5 separate regions of the Mus musculus genome follow, and regions 2, 3, 4 and 5 are each linked to region 1. A link is a contact called in public HiChIP or PLAC-seq and promoter capture Hi-C data. All regions are on one chromosome and are shown on one strand. Each heading gives the region's core, a stretch centred on a gene start, on an enhancer-like site or on the middle of the called end of the contact. The rest is flanking DNA. Distances are from core to core; before and after follow the strand shown.

The links. Promoter capture Hi-C pulls out the DNA fragments that hold promoters and counts their contacts. HiChIP or PLAC-seq counts read pairs in DNA pulled down with a chosen protein or histone mark. Capture Hi-C pulls out chosen DNA fragments and counts their contacts.
Region 2: a promoter capture Hi-C map of liver shows a contact between it and region 1. The contact joins the enhancer-like site here to the promoter of Zbtb39 in region 1. A contact is called at or near these places in 11 of 39 promoter capture datasets (the C10 cell line, the HPC-7 cell line, cranial neural crest and 7 more), 2 of 15 datasets of contacts at CTCF or cohesin (the NIH/3T3 cell line and embryonic stem cells), 6 of 484 Hi-C or Micro-C datasets (bone marrow-derived macrophages, embryonic stem cells, liver and 1 more), 31 of 115 datasets of contacts at active chromatin or transcription factors (VIP interneurons, astrocytes, bone marrow-derived macrophages and 20 more) and 4 of 9 other capture datasets (adipose tissue, liver, macrophages and 1 more).
Region 3: a contact with region 1 is called in an H3K27ac HiChIP or PLAC-seq map of embryonic stem cells, with 11 read pairs. The contact joins the enhancer-like site here to the promoter of Zbtb39 in region 1. A contact is called at or near these places in 11 of 39 promoter capture datasets (the C10 cell line, the HPC-7 cell line, cranial neural crest and 7 more), 1 of 15 datasets of contacts at CTCF or cohesin (embryonic stem cells), 17 of 484 Hi-C or Micro-C datasets (the C2C12 cell line, adipose-derived mesenchymal stem cells, bone marrow-derived macrophages and 11 more), 28 of 115 datasets of contacts at active chromatin or transcription factors (bone marrow-derived macrophages, cardiomyocytes, craniofacial prominence and 17 more) and 5 of 9 other capture datasets (adipose tissue, embryonic stem cells, liver and 2 more).
Region 4: a contact with region 1 is called in an H3K4me3 HiChIP or PLAC-seq map of embryonic stem cells, with 6 times the contacts expected there. The contact joins the promoter of Ndufa4l2 here to the promoter of Zbtb39 in region 1. A contact is called at or near these places in 20 of 39 promoter capture datasets (the 3T3-L1 cell line, 3T3-L1-derived adipocytes, the C10 cell line and 13 more), 2 of 15 datasets of contacts at CTCF or cohesin (CD8 T cells and embryonic stem cells), 14 of 484 Hi-C or Micro-C datasets (B cells, CD8 T cells, cerebral cortex and 4 more), 5 of 115 datasets of contacts at active chromatin or transcription factors (effector CD8 T cells, embryonic stem cells, memory CD8 T cells and 2 more) and 4 of 9 other capture datasets (adipose tissue, embryonic stem cells, liver and 1 more).
Region 5: a promoter capture Hi-C map of pancreatic islet shows a contact between it and region 1. The contact joins the promoter of Nxph4 here to the promoter of Zbtb39 in region 1. A contact is called at or near these places in 14 of 39 promoter capture datasets (the 3T3-L1 cell line, 3T3-L1-derived adipocytes, the C10 cell line and 9 more), 1 of 15 datasets of contacts at CTCF or cohesin (CD8 T cells), 3 of 115 datasets of contacts at active chromatin or transcription factors (embryonic stem cells and memory CD8 T cells) and 2 of 9 other capture datasets (adipose tissue and pancreatic islet).

Annotation. Positions count from the first base shown.
Region 1 is chr10:127,738,212-127,740,911 of GRCm38.p6, forward strand. Zbtb39 (zinc finger and BTB domain containing 39) reads left to right here and starts at 1,319. Exons shown (of 2, transcript NM_198035.2): 1 at 1,319-1,451.
Region 2 is chr10:127,965,545-127,968,244 of GRCm38.p6, forward strand. No RefSeq gene overlaps it. Among named protein-coding and RNA genes, the nearest start is that of Gm23996, 14 kb to the left of the region's middle. Within about 2 kb of position 1,262, at least 6 of the 459 cell types and tissues checked have an H3K27ac peak or open chromatin away from gene starts, as enhancers often do. A contact at or near this core is called in hepatocytes, intestinal villus epithelium and liver, where this site is marked.
Region 3 is chr10:127,906,197-127,908,896 of GRCm38.p6, forward strand. All of the region lies in intron 3 of Sdr9c7 (4short chain dehydrogenase/reductase family 9C, member 7), which reads left to right. Among named protein-coding and RNA genes, the nearest start is that of Sdr9c7, 9.0 kb to the left of the region's middle. Within about 2 kb of position 1,300, at least 9 of the 459 cell types and tissues checked have an H3K27ac peak or open chromatin away from gene starts, as enhancers often do. A contact at or near this core is called in embryonic stem cells and induced pluripotent stem cells, where this site is marked.
Region 4 is chr10:127,513,579-127,516,278 of GRCm38.p6, forward strand. It overlaps Ndufa4l2 (Ndufa4, mitochondrial complex associated like 2), which reads left to right and starts at 1,361. Exons shown (of 4, transcript NM_001098789.1): 1 at 1,361-1,460; 2 at 1,821-1,909; 3 at 2,687-2,700. The coding sequence starts at 1,404.
Region 5 is chr10:127,533,224-127,535,923 of GRCm38.p6, forward strand. Nxph4 (neurexophilin 4) reads right to left here and starts at 1,336. Exons shown (of 2, transcript NM_183297.2): 1 at 1,153-1,336. The coding sequence starts at 1,209.

The DNA.
Region 1 (2,700 bases), core at 69-2,568:
GAAGAGGGCACCAGATCTCATTAGCGATGGTTGTGAGCCACTATGTGGTTGCTGAAAATTGAACTTCGGACCCCTGGAAGAGCAGCCAGTGTTCTTAACCTCTGAACCAGCTCCCCAGCCCACAAAGGGAATGCTTTTATGGCAGATATGAAAGAGAGAGGACAGATAGGCTGGAATTGGCCATGAGACACAGGCCTGGGCTGGAGTTGTGCCTGGCTGGCAGGCGAGGCAGGATGGGAAGGAGCCAGCCTGGGCTGTCTAGGCTGTGTAAGGACGTAGGCAGGGGAGCTTTGGTTTTATGGCTAGTCTTGAGCAGGATCATTTGATGAGCAGATTCAGGAGAAGGGAGGAGGCCAGTGATGGAATTCTAGACAGGGGACGGACCCGTTTAGGAAGACACCTGGGTTGCCACGGTCCAGGTAACAGAGTGACTCCATCTGGCCATCTACCAGGAAGGAGGGTCCGTTTTGGGCTATCAGAAGAGCTTCCTGGGGATCTAACCTGAAATACTCCATTCGTTAATCATCTACCCCTGGTGAGAGTGTCTGGTGCTGCTTCCAGGAATTTGGCATTGTCACTGGGCTCGGACAAGGAAGTAGGCTCAGATAAGAACGTGAGAAACGGTGACTGTGGGGCTTTGTTTGCTACTATGCTTAATCATTACCGTGTGTGATCTCTTTGTTTACTACTTCTCTTGATTACTTTGTCTTTGGTCTAAGAACCATGTTTTTTGTTTTTTTTGGATGTACCTAGAATGATATAAAAGCTAAAAAAATAAAGTTGCTTCAGCCTCAGCCTCAGCACTGGCTGGAGTCATGTTATAGTTTTGTCAATTTTTTTTTCTTCTTTGCAATCCTCACTCCCTCCCTTGAGACCCGGTTGACTGACTGAGCTGGCTTGGTCAGACCCCGCCCCCCTCACCCCCATCCGCACAGTCACATACCTGCACCCGCACACAGGTTTTTAGAAGGCGCCTATATGTGTGCAAGGCAAGGTGACAAGCAGAACTCAAAAGTGGAGCTCTGGCAAAACCACAGATCCCTGCCCTCAGAAAGCTCGCGGGAGTCATAAATTAACTGAACAAGCACACAGATTTTTGCGAGGCTGTTGGGGGACAGGGTTGGTTGGACCTGCTTTTCACTCCCCAGGCGCCACAGCGAGCGGGCTGGTGTGGGCTCGTGGCTCCGCCCGGCCGTCGGGGGGCGCTGCCTCCTCCCGGACGGCGGGGGGCGCTGCGGGCCGGGCGGCGGGGGGCGCTGCCTCCTCCGGGACGGCGGGGGGCGCTGCGGGCCGGGCGGCGGGGGCGGCCCGGGCCGGCGCGGCGAGCGGCTCGGCGGATGGAGAGTCTGGCCGCGGCCGGCGGCGCCGCCTCCTCGTCGGGCCGGGCACGGCGGGCCGGGGCCTTTGTGTGAGGCGGTGGCGGCGATGGTGCTCGGACCCCGCGGAGCCGGGTAAGCGCGATCGGGTCCAGCCGGACTCCCGCTCGGCCTTTCTGTCGCCCTGGCTGGGCGCGCCCCGCCGGTGTCCCCGGCCGGCCCTGTCCTCCCTCCCGGCGACCGGGCCGCGGCTCCCGGGCCTCCGCTCGGCCGGCTCCCGCGGCGCCGGGCCTGGGTCGCACGGGGGCAGCCCGCGCTGTCTGTGGCGACCGAGGTGCGCCTTCCCGGCGGTGCTGCGCCCCAGCCCGGTGCTGTCCCTGCCCTGGCGGATCGCGGGGAGACCGCGGCACGGGCAGACCTTTGGTTGGGGCGTACTCCTTGCAAGTTGTATATCCATGGGGTGCCCGGAGCCTCCCACCGTGGATGAGTGACCGCCAGGGCCCGGGAGACGCGTGGTTGGTACCCAACAATACTCAGACGAGTGCTGGGCCCCCGGGAAAAGTTGGGAATTGTTGGTAGAACCTGGTGCGATGGAGAAAAGGGTTGTGCTGCTCAGGGCGAGTTGTGCGAAGCACACGCATGTGACTAGTTGTTTCTCCGAGGTGTGCAAGACCTGAGATGGGGGAAAAGTGATGTTAAAAACGCTTGCAGGAATCTTTCCCTTGCTTAAGGCATCCAGTTGTTACTGTATAGTTGGTAAAGACAGATACAACGTACCTAAGTAATGTTACATACCACAGTTGTGTTTGCTTTGGCTATGAGTTTAGCTTCATCCACAGAATACAGTAACGTTTGAGAAATTAGCATCCAGAAGGGGTCTGGGAAGGACCAGAGAATAGGCAAGTATCCCATGAAGGGCGAGGTGGGGATTCAAGAGTTTGAGATTTTGAGGTGGGGCTGGTGGTGGCTCTTATCTGTAATCTAGCATTTGGGAGATGGAGGTAGGAGTATCATAATGCCATCAAGATCATCCTTAGTAACAGAGCAATTTCAAAGTCAGCCTGGGCTACATAAGATCTCAAAAAGAAAAGAAAAAAAGAGCTGAGAGGTTTGTTTGTAGACTGGAAAGGACAGCTATGGCAGACAAGTAAAGGTGCAACCGTTACCTCTTCCTTAGCTGCTAATGGAGCATTGATAATAGTTCAAGTATATTCCTGGCATTTGGCATTGTGAGGAAAGAGAATAGACTTAATGATAGAAAGAAAAACTTGATTTAGGAAGAAGTTAGTAAAGAAACCCGAGCCTGTTGTTTGGATTGTACTGAGGGCTGAACATCCATTCAGTTGGAAGGCTCCTAGCTAGACACATATAGCTCACTCCCCTC
Region 2 (2,700 bases), core at 12-2,511, 230 kb after region 1:
GCTCTTAATCCAAGTTCAGTTCCCAGCATGCACACAGGACAGCTCACAACCAGCAGCAACTCTAGCTCCCCAGGAACCAGTGCTCTCTTCTGGACTCTGAGGGCACCTGAACTCACACGCACGCACGTGCATACACGCATACACACACACACACACACACACACACACATTTTTAAAAAGTGTTTTTAAAGGATTAAAACCATATTTCTTTTACAGTTTTGGCCAGATAAAGTATAGGAAAATAGCTAACTGGTAAAGAGGGCAAACTGCAGACCCATGACCCTTAAATATCCAAAATATATAACCAGATACCATATTTGTCTTTCTGGTTCTGAGTTAACTCACTTGGGATTTTTTTTTTCTAATTTCTTTCATTTACCTGATAATTTTGGTGGTTTTTTTTTAAGTGACTGAGTAATTAGATATTCTTTTGTGTAAACATTTTCTTTACCCATCCATCTATTGATGGACATCTGTTTCCAATGTGGGGCTACTATAAATCTTGAGTATGGCTGAACAAGGGCCTCCGTGGTAGGATGAAGTGTCCTTTGGGTATATGGCCAGGAATGGTACAGTTGGGTCTTGAAGTAAATAGACCCCATCTTTCTGAGGAACCACCACACTGCTTCCCACAGTGAGTGTACAAGTTTGCAAGTGTCCACCAGCAAGTGTCCTATGTTTTCCTTTCTCCACATTCTCAACAGCATGAGCTGTCATTTGTTTTGATCTTGGCCAATCTGACTGATCATTTGTTTTATTGATGTTGGTCAATCTGATTGGTGTAAGATCAAAGTAGTTTTGACTTGCATTTCCCCATGACTAAGGATGTTGGACATTTTTTTTGTTTTGTTTTGTTTTGTTTTGTTTTGTTTTTTTCGAGACAGGGTTTCTCTGTGTAGCCCTGGCTGTCCTGGAACTCACTTTGTAAACCAGGCTGGCCTGCCTCTGCCTCCCAAGTGCTGGGATTAAAGGTGTGCACCACCGGACATTGCACTTTGCCATTTGAATTTCCTCTTTTGGGGACTCTGTTTTGGCCCATACCCCACTTTTTAATTGAGTTGTTTTCTTGATCTCTGGTGTTTTTTATGTATTTTAGATACGGGCCCTCTATCAGACATGTGGTTGGCAACAAATATTTTCCTATTGTGTAACCTGTTGATTTGTCTGAATGACGGTGTCCTTTGCCTTACAGATGCTTCTCAGCTTCACACGGTCCCATTTATTATTAACTATTGCCCTTAGTGCCTGCTGGCGCCCGGTCCAGAAAGTCTTTTCCATTGCCAATGAGTTCAAGCCTGCTCTCCACTTTCTCTTCTATCAGGCTCAGTGTTACTGGCCTTAGGTGGAGACTTTGATCCACCTGGACTTGAGTTTTGTGCAGGTTGATAAATTGGATCTATTTGCATTCTTCTATATGCAGCTATCCAGTTTGACCAGCACCGTTTGTTGAAGGTGCTGTCTTCCCCACCCCCACCCACCCCTCACACTGTGTATTTCTGGCTTCTGTATCAAAAATCAGTTGACCATAGGTGTGTGGGGTTATTTCTGTGTCTTTGATTCTATTCCATCGACCAACATGTCTGTTTTTAAGATTTATTTATTTTATGTATATGAATACACTGTTACTGTCTTCAGACACACCAGAAGAGGGCATCAGATCCCATTATAGATGGTTGTAAGCTCTAAGTGTAGTTCCTGGGAATTGAACTCAGAACCTCCTGAAGAACAGTCAGTGCTCTTAACCACTGAGCCATCTCTCTAGCCCCCTAACATGTCTGTTTTTATGTTAAATAAATCCATGTTTTCTTATGTTAAGCCATCAATAAGCAAGCTATAATCTGTATAACCACAGAGGTTAGGTGAGAGTGTGGGGTTAGAGGACAAGGGGAATGGATCGTCAAGTAAGTTTCACTGGGGAAACGAACCTCTCAAGTACAGACCCCAAGCCCAGCAATAGACACCAACACAAAAGGAGCTCGAGGGAGATCTTTGGATGTTCTGTGTCGGGTAATGTTGCCAGGCATTTTTTTTTCCTTTTAACTTTACAGATTCTCTGTGTATATATCATGGCTTCTTGGTTTAAGTGTCTATGGGATTTCTGTGTGTACAAACATGTGTGTCTCTGGGTCTATGTACAGGATATTAATTCAAAATGCCCATGGAGTCCACATTAGAGAATAGGAGTCTCCTGCAGACTTTATTATACCATCTTTAAAACAACTGATTCACACTTCTATCTATACCTGCTTATAAGAGGCATCTAGTCAAACCAGGATTTAAACCCAAAATTCCCGTGGAGCCCATGTGAGACAGAATATGAGTCTCCTGTAAGACTTATTAGAGCAATATATCTTTATACCATCTTTAAAGCAATTAATTTAAACTTCCTCTAATATCTGCCTATAGGAATCAGATAGTTTTTAATTAAGCTCTCTGCCTAGAGCAGCCATCCTATTATACCATCTATCTATTGTGCTCTCTACCAGGAGCCACGCCACGGTCATTTATTTAATTAATATCTATTATAATATCTATCTGTTATGCTCTCTACCTGGAGCCACAGACTTCTATTAATTAATACCTGTTCACAGCAGGCAATTATTACTGCACTCTCTACTTGGAATCAGTGACTAATATTCCCTATCTAGTTCTGAACATATATCAGGTTAATTGAATTCAAATTAATACACTGGACACCAT
Region 3 (2,700 bases), core at 50-2,549, 170 kb after region 1:
AAAAGGTCAGGTTTGTAAAGTATAAAATTCAAAAGTGTCTGAGGTGTTGGCTTTCTGTTCTTGCAACAAATCGCTGAGATGATCAGCAGAAAAAGAAAAGCTGTTGTTGCCCTGCTGTTTTGAGAATTGTTCAGTCCATGATTAGTTGACCTTATTGTTTCTTTGGGCCTGCAGCGATACAGTGTATCAATTGCTCACAGCAGAACAAAACTCTTCTTTTGGTGGCTGGGAGGTGAAAGAGACAAAGGAGGGCCTGGGGCCCTACCAGCATCCCCTTCAAAAGCTCCTAGACATCTAAAGACCTCTTACCTCACTTTCTAAAGTTCTAAGACTGCCTAATAACACCAGGCTGGGGCCCAAGCCTTTAATGCATAGGTCTTTGGGAGATACCTAAGATCCAAACTACAACAACGTAAGTCAGTCTGTCAGTCAATCCATGATAGGTCTGAATCTACCCAGGAGGGTGAGCATCTCAGTGACACGTTTTCTCTGGAGCAGGCTCCCTATTTCTTGGTGTTACTTTTAGCCATATCTGGGGTAGAATCAAATTAAAGTGGCACACAGTCACTAGAGTAGGCCAGCAAGCAGAGGGCAATGTTCTTCCACTGATGGATCCCAGGATAAACTGCAGCCAAATGGGTTAAGGAGGATCTGAGAGGGGTCAGACTATTAACTGAGCTTCTTGTCTCATCCGCACTCTGCTGGGAAGCCAGCAAAAGTTCCCATTTAAGTTCCTTCTTAGGGAGTATGTATATGGACCACAGGAGAAAACAGAGAGTTGAGCCTTAGAGCCCAAGTGGGAAAGCCAGGATACTTCCTAGAGTGCTGTGTCTCCATGATGAGAACTCTTTCTCAAGGACTCAGATCCAAATCCCCTGCTCTCCATTACCATCTGGGAGAGCAGAGGGCTGGGTGGGCGGGAATCTGTCTCATGGGAATTCCACGCAAAATTGGAGCTAACAAATATGTCAAAAAAACAGTGTAAAAGCCTACAGCCTCTGTATCCAGACACCTCCTTCCACATGCCCCTGAGGACCTCTGCTACTTTCCCTCAGCCTGCATGGGCTCTATGTCCCTAAGGGAGGCAATGTGCAGAACCCCGAGTACCTACCTAGTCACCCTCCTGCCCAGGCCTCGCTGGGGAGAGATTCATGCTGGGTACAATGTTGGAGGTGTCTGAGAGCCACATCACTAAAAGGACAGCCTGACTTGTGAGAGTGAGCAAGGCTCTTCAAGGGGTGGGGGTGGCAATGTGCAGCTAGAGGCTGGCTAAGGATTCTTGAGTGCCCACCCACTATCTACAAGCATCCTGGCCCAGAATTAATGGGTGATTTACTCACCTAGAGCATGCCAGAGTCAGGAGACCTTTGTTATTGTTCTCCAGCTTTTTTTTTTTAGAAGTTATTTTCTTTATTTACATTTCAAATGTTATTCCCTTTCCTGGCAGCTTTAATGCTTTGTCATGGAAGTCTGACCCTCAAACCCATTTTCTCTGGAGTCCTTTCTCTTCCTGAGGTTTGAATCCCACTCCACCCCCATTCAAATGCCTATCTCTGTCCCAGAGTCTGGGAGGAGGGGCATGGTGAGGTGCCTGAGGCCTGCCTGTTGTTTATGTCATGAGCCCCAACAGGTGTGAACTGCTCAGCTGCCAATCTGTATCTCCTCCACACCTGTGTGCAGAATCACTAATTTTAATACTTTTTCCCCAGATATTTTTGTAGACAATATAGAACTCACAGAAGAAAAATTAACAGCAATAACTAGGCATCCCACTAGCCAATAGTTTCACTTAGTTTTAATGTGTGTGTGTGTGTGTGTGTGTGTGTGTGTGTGTGTGTGTGTGTGTGTATGTGTGTATATGTGTATGTATGAGTATGTGTGTATGTGTATGTATGTATATGTATGTGTGTATGTGTGTGTTTTATGTATGTGTGTGTGTATGTATGTGTGTGTGTGTATGTGTATGTATGTGTGTGTGTGTATATGTGTGTGTGTGTGTTTTATGTGTGTGTGTGTGTATGTATGTGTGTGTGTGTATGTGTATGTGTGTGTGTGTGTGTGTATATGTGTGTGTATATATGTGTGTATGTATATATATGTGTGTGTGTGTATATATGTGTGTATGCGTGTGTTTGTTGTGTGTATGTGTGTATGCGTGTGTTTGTATGTGTGTTTGTGTATGTATGTATGTATATGTATGTGTATATGTATGTGTATGTGTGTAGGTATGTATGTATATGTGTGTATATATATGTGTGTATGTATGTTTGTGAATGTATATGTGTGTGTATATATGTATGTGTGTATATGTATGTATTTGTGTGTATGTGTGCATATGTATGTGTATGTGTGTATGTGTGAGAGAGACTATGCATCTCTTTCATTCTGTCCTTCCATATCATCCATTCTGCTATTAATCAATGTTAAGGTTTGAACTGGAAATGACTTCCAAAAGTTCACATGTTAAAGGCTGGGTCCCCAAGACAATATTTAGAAGTGGGGGCCTTCTGGGAGCCATTGAATCACAAGGGCTCTGATGTTATCAATGGATCAAGCCCTCTGAGCTATAGTGCAGTGGTAGAGTACCTGCCTAGTGTGTCTGGGAGTCTGTGCTCAATCTCCAAGATCACACACAGACACACACACACACACACACACACACCCCACACAAACTCGCATGCTCCAGGAAAGATTGGGGGA
Region 4 (2,700 bases), core at 111-2,610, 220 kb before region 1:
ACAGACCACCAGATGTGCAGCCCAGCTGGGCAGCTGCTGGAGCTTGAGCTCCAAGATTGGTATTTAGCACCACCACCACCACCACCCCGGTAGCAGTCCAGGCTTAGAGGCGCTGGTGACAGGACACACCCTCCCTGGCCCAGCCCTAGAGGTGGGGACGCTCAGGAAGGGCCCTGTTCTGCTCTAGGCTCTGACATCCCATCAGCCCCCCTCCTCTACACCCACCCCCTCCCCCACACACGTCTCAGTGAGTCTCTGTCTCTTTGTTCTCGCCATGTCTCTGACACTTTATCTCATTATCCGCCGGAGGGAGGCGGAGAGCTCGGACCCCGCAGCCTAATTACAGCAGAGCTTGTCAGCTCAAGGGGCGGGCGAGGTATCGGTGTGTAGGAAAGGGAGGGGCCCCTCAGAAAGGGTTGTCTCTCTCCCTGTACCCCAGGGAGGCAGTGGCGGTACACAGCTCATCCCAGCAGGGGTCCACCATAGTACAAGTTCTTTAGGAGAGAAATGGGGGAGCATAGCAGAATCCAGCGGCAGGGGCTAATCGAGAGGGGTGATAGAAATTAACATGGAAGCGAGGAGAAGAAGAGGCTCACTTCCTGTGTCCCCAAAACCAGTCCTCCAAAGACAGCGGGTGGATGGGGAAAACTTCCTGCCCGGGCAATATAGCATATACCTAATCCCCCACCCCCTTCCCACCGGTTTTCAACATCTCTTCTAGTTTTCTATGGCTGCTTCCTTAATTCGGAGCTCTTCTGCTAGTCCCAAAGCCAGAGATGAGTATGGTGGACTCCTCGGAGGGCTCTTCCTTCCTCATCTCAAGCCCCTAAATTGCTACAACTGTTGCCTTATGCCTTGAGCGGTGCAGATTCATACACCTGCAATCTCCACCTCTTGACTACTCCAGGCCAACCACAACCCAGCAAAACCGCCCAGACCAAGAGGGGCTGGCAGCACTAACTTTGCTCACGTGCCTCTTATACGCGAAAGGCCTGCTAGCTCCAGGAGTGTAGACAACGTACTGTGCATGCCCCCACTGTTCCCTGCTCCCTGCAGTGGACACTCCACATCCCCACTTTGTTAGAAGGCTGTCTGCTTGTCTGTCCCACATCTGGATCCCCTTTCAGTCTCTGGAAGCCAAAGAGGTTCCTCCCTCAGATACCCAAAGACCCAAGTATAATGGTGTCTCCTGGGCCAGGGTTTCCCTTTCAGTAAGAGAGAGTTGGGAAGGAGGAACCTCAAGGCTCCGCAACAACTTCCAGCCTGTTTTGGATCTGGAACTGCAGGGAGAAAGCAAGCTGGGTGGAGCTGGCGGGGCTAGGCTGACCCCTCCCTGATGGGGGGCGGGACCCCAGGGTGAGGAATAGAAGAGATCCACCTAGAAGACCAGACACTGGGACAAGATGGCAGGAACTAGTCTAGGGACCCGCTTCTACCGGCAGATAAAAAGACACCCTGGGGTGAGTTCAGTCCTCAGATCTAATTCCCCTCTTGTCACCCTGCCTCTCAAGCCCTCCCCACCCCCACTCCCCCCATCCTGCTTCCTGTCCGGTTTCCTTAGTGTTCCCAAGTTTTCCCAGGGACATTCTATGTCCTCTCTCTGCAATGTACTCAATGTCCCTGCAACCTGCCTTGGACAGGATCACTGTAAGGGTAAGGGACAGCATGCTGAGGATGTGGCTGTAGGTTTCAGGCCCCACTCCCAAAGGGAAGGTGGCATCAGACCTTGAGTAAAGATAAAGGGACAGGAAGAAAACTAGGACAGAGTGAGTGGGAACTGAGCAGAGTTCGGACCCTGAGAGTGCCTGGTTTTTCTGCAGCTCATCCCAATGATTGGCTTCATCTGCTTGGGCATGGGCAGTGCCGGACTCTACTTGCTGCGACTTGCCCTGCGCAGTCCTGATGTCTGGTAACAACAGGTCTTGGGAGGCAAGAGGGCAGGGGTCCTGGGTGGAATAAAATGGTCTAAGGTGGGACCTTAGACCTAGAAGGACCCTCGGTCTGTGTCCGTCCTCATTTCCACTGCCACCCAGCATTTCCCAGGGTTGGAGTGGCCCCTGACCTGAGAGACCCTCACCTCCCATCTGGACCACCTGGTGGCTCACTGTCAGTGGCTAGCCACGTGGGGCAGCTGGAATCCCAGCAGCTCACCACAGGGTTGCCATGGCGACACATCTCTACTGGCCATGTCTGGTGGCTTTTAGGTACCTCTATGCCTGACCGGAAGTGCTGGATGTCTGGCAGTGTGGGACTCCTGAGGGTCTTTGGTTGTACTGGGACTTTGTGTCCTGCCAGAAGCATCAGGGGGGTCAGTCCTTTGACAAGCAGAAGGCCAAAGCACCACCCACTCTGATCCTGGAGTCTGAGGTGCACCCACTGAAAGTACTGTCCTTCAGGATTTCTGCCTGACTCCCAGGACTCTGCCCTGAGCGGTTGGGTGAGGGAGGCTAACCCTGGGCAGTCTATAGGCTAGGTTGTCATTTGGTCATCAGCTGCCATACTTCTTGCCAGCACCTCCCAGGGATGGCGATGACAACGACACTCACTCCCCCTTCTCTGTCAGTCTCTAGGAAATGTTCTCCCCTCCTCAGGGTAGGGCGCCAGGGGTGGTGATACTGAGGCCATGTTTAATGCCAAAGTCCTGGTTCCCAGAAAAGAAACTTTAACCTTCCTGTCCTGTTCACAGCTGGGACAGAAAGA
Region 5 (2,700 bases), core at 86-2,585, 200 kb before region 1:
TCTACTAACTGGCTCACTGGGGCAGTGTCTACCCTATTGTAGTTATGAGGACACCACACCAGGCCTGGGGTCCAAGCGTTTTGGAGGAGAATTACTGGTTTCTCTTAAAGACTGGGGATTGAGGTCCAAGAGTGAGGGCTTGTGGAGCCAACTGGTTGCCCTTAAACTGGGTAGGTCATAGTTGAGAAAGGAAGTTGGGGGCAGAGTCTAAACTACCCTTGTGGGTCACACTTCAGGGCACAAATAGATGGCAGTGCTTTGAAGCAGGCACAATCAACCATGCAAAGACAATGTCTCCACCATGGCATGCCAACATAGACATTCACCTTGGGTCCCAGTGCCTGGATTCCCTGGACACATGCATACAAGGGCTGGTTTTAACCCATACACTCCATGTCCGCACTGTGAGCCCATATGGGCTGAAGATCTCAAGGCAAGAGTCGGGCAGGATGAGCTCTGGGCCCTTTTAGCCTTTGGGTCTTCACCCAGAAACCCCAGGAAAAGAGACAGTGAGAAGGGTGGGGGCAGGAAGGAGATGTAAGGAGAGACTCCCCTCCCAGACAACAACCACCAGGCGTGAGAGGGGGGTGTGTCTGTGAGGTTATGCAGGGGAGATGGTGTCTCCGCGGGAAATGGGATGGAAGATTGTAGCCAAGTTCAGCCCTGCTGGTGTGGGTCCGTGTAAGCGCGTGTGCCTGGATAATGTATGCTCGGATCGCAGAGCTTACCTGGCATTGTGACAAGGAGAAGAGGAATGGGAAGGTGGAGGGTGAGAGGTGGAAGGACAGACAGACAGACAGAGGGAGGCAAGCGAGGTAGGTGCGGAAAGAAGGCTAGGCTAACACCCGCTGGCTTGTCTGTCTGTCTCGCACTCCTTCTCTGTCTGGCGCACTCGCGGGTCGCGCTTCGTCCCCTCCCCCCGTCGCGCCTGAATCCGACTGGAGCCGGGCCTCCACCCTGCACCTTCTTCTAACCCTCAGCCAACTTGCTGGGTGCATGCCAGTCCTAAAGCGGGCAGTCTGTCTGTCCACGTCCCCCACGACGCACAAAGTTGGGACGCTTAGTCCTGGGGGCGGGGCGGACGCGCGGAGCCCCCTGGCATGCAGTGTTCTTCGTGTCCCGGACCCCGCACCTTGGCTCTGCCACCCTTACCTTCCTAAGGAGCCAAGGACCAAAGAGCAAGAGGAGCCATTCCGGGAGCAGCCGCATCTTCCCGAGCGGTCGAGCGGGTCGGGCAGGGCGGGTCCCGAGTCCGGCAGGACTGGGCTCAGGGTGAGGGACGCCGGGCAGAGGGCGGCGGCGCGAGCAGCGGGAGCGGGCGGCTCGGCCCGCGGACTGAGCGCGGAGCGGAGCAAGGCGCTGGGGGCGGGGCGCGGGCGGGGGAGAAAGTTGGGTCTGAGTCGGGCGGGCGGGGTGGGGGGGCGGGGCTCCGCGGTGCTCCAATCCCGGCCGCGCCCCGCGCGCCCCCTCCCGCCCAGCTGGGGGCAAGGAAGGTGACTTTCACCGTGACACACCCTGGACACACCCCTGGCTCAGGTGTGAAGCTGGAGAGGGGCAAGGGGTTTGGGGAGCAGCACCCCAAAGACGCCAGGTCTTGGGGCAGATGAGGGCTACAATAGGGCGTGGGACTCTAGGCCCTGAACTGTGAGCGGGAAGGGGTCGTCGCGGAGCATGAGTTCCCATACACAGGCTAGGGAACGCAGCAGGACCCTGTCCTGTGATGCCCGAGGTGGATGGGTGGGGGGTGTTTCTATAATCCTGGCAGAGGTAGGTCTAGGGCAGTGATCCGGACAGGGACCGAGGTGAGGGCGGGCGGGGCCTCGGGCGACTAGCACTGAGCGCGGCGCTGACGGGGATGGATGGGCGCCCCGCGGCTCATTCGGCCTGGAGATGAGAATCATTGATCACGGACGGAAACCCCATCACGTCTGTCAATAGGGCTGACAAACGGCGCCCGCCGCCCTGTCCCCGCCCCGCGGCACCTCTGCGGCCCCCGGACCCCTTGGCTAAACCGGCTCTTTTAAGTTAGCCCCTGATCCGCACTGTTGACCCTGGCCTGATCCAGAGCACCCTTGTTTGGTGCTAGGCAGGAAGTCCTCAGTGCCTTCTGCCCCTCTTGGTACGAGCCCTGTGCTTTCTCTCCCACAATCCCATCTTCCACTCTCAGCTCTTCTCATCCCGTCCCCTTCCCTGTCTATCTCTGTCCTTGTCTCTCTCTGTCCCCAGCTCCAGCACGGTCTCTGTTCTCATCCTCAGGGCTGTTTCTTCGTGTTTCCTCCTCCCACTGGTCTTTCTCTCTCTCCCCTACCCAGGGAGTCTTCAGCTGTCAGCTGTTGCTATGCGCTGTGTCTGAGGCTGAGTAGGTAGTATGACCAACACCTAGACAGCAAGAGATAGGACCATGCAAAGAGATGAAGAGACAGACACACATCCCAAGGTGTGTCTCCAGTCTTACCCCACTGTAATAGTACCCTGCTACACTGTAGCAGTGAGGCCACTTCACATACAGACCAGCATACACAGAGGCACATAAGCACACAGAGACGGACACACATGATTTATACACACAGTAGCATACAGTGATATACAGAAACAGCTAGGTACCCAAAGTACCTCTTGCCTTGACAGAGGCAAATACCCACAGGGACACACACACACACACACACACACACACACACACACACACACAGGCAATCTGAA